Linked DNA regions of Rattus norvegicus: region 1 is linked to region 2. Evidence: chromatin contacts called from public Hi-C data. All regions are on one chromosome and are shown on one strand. Each heading gives the region's core, a stretch centred on a gene start, on an enhancer-like site or on the middle of the called end of the contact. The rest is flanking DNA. Distances are from core to core; before and after follow the strand shown. Region 1 has its middle 380 kb from the start of Elobl8. Region 2 has its middle 600 kb from the start of Elobl8.

What was found. Hi-C and Micro-C count contacts between places; a contact is called where the count stands out from the background.
Region 1: a Hi-C map of the A7r5 cell line shows a contact between it and region 2, with 4 times the contacts expected there. The contact joins two enhancer-like sites. A contact is called at or near these places in 3 of 12 Hi-C or Micro-C datasets (the A7r5 cell line, the Rat2 cell line and Schwann cells).

The regions. Positions count from the first base shown.
Region 1 is chr3:51,282,337-51,285,762 of GRCr8, forward strand. No RefSeq gene overlaps it. Among named protein-coding and RNA genes, the nearest start is that of Elobl8, 380 kb to the right of the region's middle. Within about 2 kb of position 1,960, at least 3 of the 93 cell types and tissues checked have an H3K27ac peak or open chromatin away from gene starts, as enhancers often do. A contact at or near this core is called in the A7r5 cell line and Schwann cells, where this site is marked.
Region 2 is chr3:51,060,931-51,064,149 of GRCr8, forward strand. No RefSeq gene overlaps it. Among named protein-coding and RNA genes, the nearest start is that of Elobl8, 600 kb to the right of the region's middle. Within about 2 kb of position 1,776, at least 15 of the 93 cell types and tissues checked have an H3K27ac peak or open chromatin away from gene starts, as enhancers often do. A contact at or near this core is called in the A7r5 cell line and Schwann cells, where this site is marked.

The sequences.
Region 1 (3,426 bases), core at 710-3,209, 220 kb after region 2:
AAGAGCAGTGAGGGCAGTGAGGGCAGAGAGAGCAGAGAGGGCAGAGAGAGCAGGGAGGGCAGAGAGGGCAGGGAGGGCAGCTAGGGCAGCAAGGGTGGTGAGAGTAGGGAGCACGAAATTCTTCTTTTTAGAATACAGTCCATTGAAGATTAATGATGCTCTAGTGATGAGCCTGTAGTAATGTATGAGGAAATTAGTTTCAAAGGGCAATAAACAAAAAAGGGAAGCTGAAGAGCTACAGAGAATATGGATGATAGGAAGTGTTGGAGGCTGACATTACAACATGAATATGATCAAATTGCCTTGCATGCATGTGTTAAACTTTCAAATAATCAGTAAAAATGTTTTACTTAAAAATAGCAAATAAAAAATAATCTACCAATAACACAACATGTTTTATGTTGAAAGAATCTTGAGTTGGAAAACATTAAAATAATTGGAAGGCCTGCACAGATTTGTAGTATAAATAACTATAAAGTTTAGAAATAGGTCAATGTATAAAATGTGTTTTGGCAAAAATGAATGAACTCCAGGTAAATTAGCATACAAAGAATGGCATCATGGTCAACAATTTTTCAAATTAATTGTTAATAATTAATGCTGGAATATTAATTTAATAGTTATAGATAGGTAGATAGATATTGTTATACAGTACCAAAATTTTCTTGCTGGCTAAATGTCTAATAAAATTAGATAAAATCATTTTATATGAATATAAAAGTCTAGGAATATATATTCTTTCAAAATTTTTAAATTGCCAATGAAGCATTAATAGGTTTTAAAAGATAAAATAGAATTTTAAAATACTGTGGTTAAGTGTCAGTAAGACATCCACTGCCTACCACTTTCAGGATCTCAAATTAAAGTTTTAGTGCCAGCAAAAAATGAAAAAATTCATTATCAGAACAACAAATTAAAGGCCCAGGACAAATGTATACCAGAAAAACCTTGCAAGTAATACAATATCATCATGGAGATCATGCTAATATATAAAAATCTCTGAAGTATAATAAAGGATCAATGTCCAATTAAAAAAGTTCACAAAGCAAGAACTATAGTCATTTTGTGCATTAAATTTTATTCTTCTCTTACTTTACTATAAATATGCTTTAAGAACATTATTTTTTAAGCAGATCATATCTTTTGTTGGTAACTGGGTAGATTTGTTTTTATAAACTTTATGAAAATGTAGTGACTGTGGAAAAATTATGCCATGAATTTAAAAACACAACACCTCAATTTTAGATGTTTGATGAATTGCATTTTTTTATGAATTTCTTAACAGATTTTTGTTTGTCAATGAAGAGTTCACCAAAGATGGGTTTATTATGTCACTCCTTAGGAAAACAAGTTAACAGGGAAGATGACTTTCCTAGGCGGTTGTAGGGAAATGTATTGTGCTCATCACTCTGCAAAAGATAACTACATCATCACAATCAGAGGATGATCAGCCTGACTTCTTTAAAATTATACTTGGAGTATGTAATGACGTTAGTTGCAGTACTCTTAAGAGCCCTAGCTTTTATTTTTCTGGAGAGAAGAAATGAAAAATAAAATGGTGGAAATATATTATTAATACACTCAAGAAACATAATGATAACTGAGTGACAGATTCAACAGACAGGAAACAAAGAAGAAATGGTAAATTTGTGTAACTCCATTTATTATTTCTCAACCCAAGGAAAAAAGTAATAAAAAACAAAAACAAAAACAACCCCCCCCCAGGAAAACGGGTCCCCAAATTACTATCAACTACTACATTATCAGATGAAAATTGTTTTTCTGTTCTTCAGTCAGGGCCAAGAAAAGGCTCTTTGTCTTCTCCTCCCACACAGCCGGCTGCACAAACGCGTAGTTCTGTGACTTTATTGTTTCCTGTACAGCGACTTTTAACGTTTGCCTACCTTAGTCATAATCTCATGATTCCACCCCCAGGCCTCCTCCACTTCCTTTTAGATTCCGTTTCCCGATACAAGGCCTCAAGGAAATACCTATTCACTTAGCCTCTGGAGAACGCTCAGGGCTTGTGGCTGCAGAGTTATTTATACTCTAATAAGACTGAAAAAAAATTAAAGCACAATATCATTTCTTCAATTTTAGCCATTTAAAGCCACATAGGAATTCACCATTTCTCATGACGAATTTGCAAATAGGATGTCCAGTGACTTCACCCTATCCCATTATATTCTGTGAAGGAAGTCAAACCGGACCTAGAAGTCCTTCATTTCTTACCAACCCTGCCTCTTCCTTATACTATCTGATAATTTGTCACTGTGGTTTTGCCTCAGGCTGACAATAAATTGGCCACTGAAGTTGATAAGTTCTGTGAATGTACACACTTAAAGAAAGATTTCCTGGGCACTAAAATGGTGTGAAGACTAAAAGTCATGGAGTTAGACTTCGGGAACCTAAGCAGAGCTGCTGTCTAAACCCACTCCAAAGATTTTGTTCACATTGTGTCATGTTTCTTTAAAACGCTAATATACTTACTCCTGCCATAATTTCCAAGAATATATTATATTATGGTTCTGACTTCTATATAATAGAAGACTTTTGCTCATGTCAGCACTAAAGAAGTCAGTGCACAAGTATAATGCATCACAAAATATGCATGAAATGGTAGAATAAACCCCCTTGATGTGCTTATACCAACAGATATGTTGAGTGTAAATACATATATAAACATGTCTGTGCTTGCATTAAAAGAACCAGACACTTCATGGAGGACCTTGTAAATTTATTGCAAGAGAGCTGCATGGTCTGAGTAATAGTTCATTAGTGATATCAATGTGTTTATTAAATTACTATAATTTACTGCCTCTATTTTACCTTTAACATCCACAAAGAAAGGGAAAACATGATTTAAAGAGCCCTGGTCTTGGCATGTTTCACTGAGTACCTTTGAGTGAAATTCAGTAAGGCAGTATTAATGGAAACTCTCCTTGCTAATTTCTGGCAGACAATGTTACGTGATGGGTGTGACCTAGAATCCTGGAACGTGGTCCAAGAGACAAGGCGTACTATCCTGATATTTTTTAATTGAATATTGATGGGAATGTTCAGAATGTCATTTTCACCGCATCTTTTCTCTGAATTCATTGAAAAGACAGTTTTGTTAGTCATGTCTCAAATTTCAATCGAGGTAGGCCACAAACTCCTTAGCAAACTTCTCCATCCCTCTGCTTCCACTGAGGTTTAACACTATAACTACTTTTACATCTCCTGATTCTTTCCTGGTACCAAATAAAACAAGACATGCATAGACTTTCTGTATGTTTGTTTTGCTTTAATTTGCTTTTTAAGTTCAGAAATAAGCTCAGTGTGGAGGCAGGAAGAATTGTATAGGTTATTTATAGAATAGGGGCAGAGGCTTAAGGCAACTAAATTTTAAAGAAAAGTCCTTTGGTGTCAGTAGCTGGTCTGAGC
Region 2 (3,219 bases), core at 526-3,025:
CTAGAAGTAGGAGAAGGCTTCTCCAGCAGATCTGCAGTGAGCAAGTGCTCTCAGTAAGTAAGCGGGCCTTCAGATAATAACGAGCAGGAAGTAATGCTTTTCAGCAGCCCAGGTTTCCGAAGCATGAGAAAGCCCACACTAACACTCCCTTACACTTAGAACAAGCAAGCCATTCTCGGGAGCTGCTCTTTTGTGTTTTTGAACGCCACCTGTTGAAAATAAAGACCTCGTGACATTTGAAAGTTCAGCTCATCCTGATTTAACTGTACACAGCAGTCTGACTGCACAGTGCTTAGCAATTACTTTTATTATTTACTCCACCCAATGACCACATGATGTCAGAAACTTCTTCATCTTTTTCCTGTCTCTATTGCTCTCTGATTCTCATAATCTATTTCTGCTCCTGTCTTTCTCAAACACAGAAACACACACACACACACACACACACACACACACACACGCACGCACGCATGCACGCGCGCGCGCGCACGCGCACACACGCACACATAAGCAAAACATCTTAGCCAAACTTTACAGGCACTAAAGAATGTCCCACGCAGCACAAATAGCAAGTATTTTAAAAGGACAGATAGCATTGCTGTAACAAACACAAGCACCAGAGACCTGAAGAAGTACATGTTTCTCTAATTAGAGATTTGGTTTGGAAACCTCCACTTACACAGGGAGTCGGGAGGCTTTTTCTCCTGGCTCTGAGGCTCATAGTTACTCTTGGAACCTTTGCCAACCCCCATTTCTTCACTGGTTAAAATGAGGCAACTGGATGGCTTCCATGGTGTCCACTGGGGATATCATTGCACAGTTTTGTTTTCTTCCAAGAGTGCATGGAAGGAAGGAAAGTGACAGAGCAGTAAGGAGACATAATTTGCTTGTCCCTAAATGTGGTGTCCTTCCTGTAGCTCACACTCTTTGGAGTTGAGCCTCAGAGGGAGTGGCTGGATGCATATTTCTGTAAATCCTGCTTCTTGTACTTCAGACCCAGGGCTTACGGAAAAGTTAACTTTGTTAAAGTTTTTTTTTAAGTTCTTCAAGATTGATTTCTTCCTGTTATTGTTGGATATTTGCTTTCTCTGGTCATTTGGTAAATAAATCGCTCTGAAGGGGAAATAAACAGTGTTTTGTTTTTGTGCGACAGGGTTTATGTGTTAAGTTGCAGCCACAGCATGTACTAACAGCTTCAGTGGGTTGTGGGGACCAGGAATTCTTGACAGGGCAGGGCAGGGCAGGATGTCTTTTTCTATTGCTCCTGAGTCATGGAGGACAAATGCCATTTCAAGAGCTTTGTACTGCTGATTTCACTCAAGTTAACAGAGGCTCTTAAACACTTCCCTAATCTGAGCACGAAAGCGGTTTCAGGCTGTGTGAAATATTCCAAAACATTCTGATTAAATGCTAAAGGTGGATGTACTCTGCACCTCCCAAGTTTACACAGTTTATTTAAACCACAGAAAGACAAAGAGATTCTGAGACGGAGCGGAGCCCTTGACACACACCCTGTGCCTGTCTCACAGACAGTTTACCAAGTATGTGTCCTATGCCTGAGATCCTCTGTCTTTGCTGCCATAACCTGTGTGTTTGAAAAGGCAGGCCTTACACATAGCATGCTCCCTTGTAGACACAGGGAGAAGATTGTGTTTCGATTCCAAAGGGTTAATCCCAAGGCGAATTCTTTGCGTGTGTAATTCAATACTTCATAACTGCTGAAAATTGGAGTCCACATAATTTATTTTCTTTGGTCGGGCACATTTGCCTCATGCTTGGCCGAGGCTGACTTCAGAGAGACACACCTAAAACTCTCAAGGGTCCCACGTGGCCCATGTCAGTTGTACAGAGAGATTGTGGTACTTGGATGGAGCCCAAGGATTAGGTGTTCCTGAGAAGGTTTTTTTGGCTCTACAAAGCCTCAGGATGTCATGGGAATGGGCTGCACTCCCTTTTCCCCCGCGAAGGCCACATATCAACTGGGTATCTAGCCACTCGGAGACAGGCTTTACACAAAGGTATACATTAAAATAAATAGAACATGCAACCAGAAAGAAGCAAAAGAGGCTGCAGTTGCAAAGTGGAGACAGGAAACAATTGCTTCATTGTTGAGGCAGGGATCTTAGAAATGCAGAGTGCAGCTCCATCTACAGGACTGTTTGAAAAGTTGGAGCTTTTCACTTAAACTGCAGGACAAGTTTACACACTGGTTTTAGTCCCCTGTGCTTTGCAGGGGCTTCATGTAAGTCATAAAACTTCTATTTTCTCTCTCTCTCTCTCTCTCTCTCTCTCTCTCTCTCTCTCTCTCTTTCCTTCCTTTCTTTCTTTTCTTCTTCTTCTTCTTCTTCTTCTTCTTCTTCTTCTTCTTCTTCTTCTTCTTCTTCTTCTTCTTCTTCTTCTTCTTCTTCTCCTTCTCCTTCTCCTTCTCCTTCTCCTTCTCCTTCTCCTTCTCCTTCTCCTTCTCCTTCTCCTTCTCCTCCTCCTCCTCCTCCTCCTCCTCCTCCTCCTCCTCCCCCCCCCTCCTCCTCCTCCTCCTCCTTCTTTTCTGAAGAGAATGTGCGTCCTTTTAATGACAGACAGAGAAAAGGCCAGGTAATGCCTCTTTCCATCTTCCAATGCTTAATTTGTTCCTCTCATTCTCTTCGGCTTCCTTGTATTATTCCTCAGTTGGAAGGATGTGCGCTTTTAATCATACAAAACAAAAGCCAAGGCTGTGTTTAAGTGAACATTGGTCTTTTATCCCCTTCTTGCTATTTCCCTTAAAGTCCAGACTTTAAGGTTCGAGGGCAGCTGAAAAGCTGTAGAGTGAATTAAAGCCAGTTCTATGCAGGCATGCTTCTCTCTCTGCGCTTTGTTTCTCAGAGCCATGTCTGCCAGTTCAGTGGCTGCTATCTAATGCTATTTCAACAGGAGACCTGGGTTTGGGGATCACATCCAGGCCATAGGGGGAGACTTGATGGCTAGTAGAATTAGTAATGGAATTTGGAGCCCTTCTTTTCTAGGTCACTGGTTTGAATAGAGCCCAGGTCAGTAATGACTGAGAGTTGTTGCCACCCAATGCCTACTCTTCCCCTGCTGACCTGGGGTTGCCTGCCACACCATCTCAAATGCCTGTGGCACATATGCACTAATGGCATCCATTGACAAGTTGGCTCTTACAATGAAACCTGAGGCCGTCCAGTTTCTGATGTGTGCAGAAAATGTGTCCATGCAGTTGAC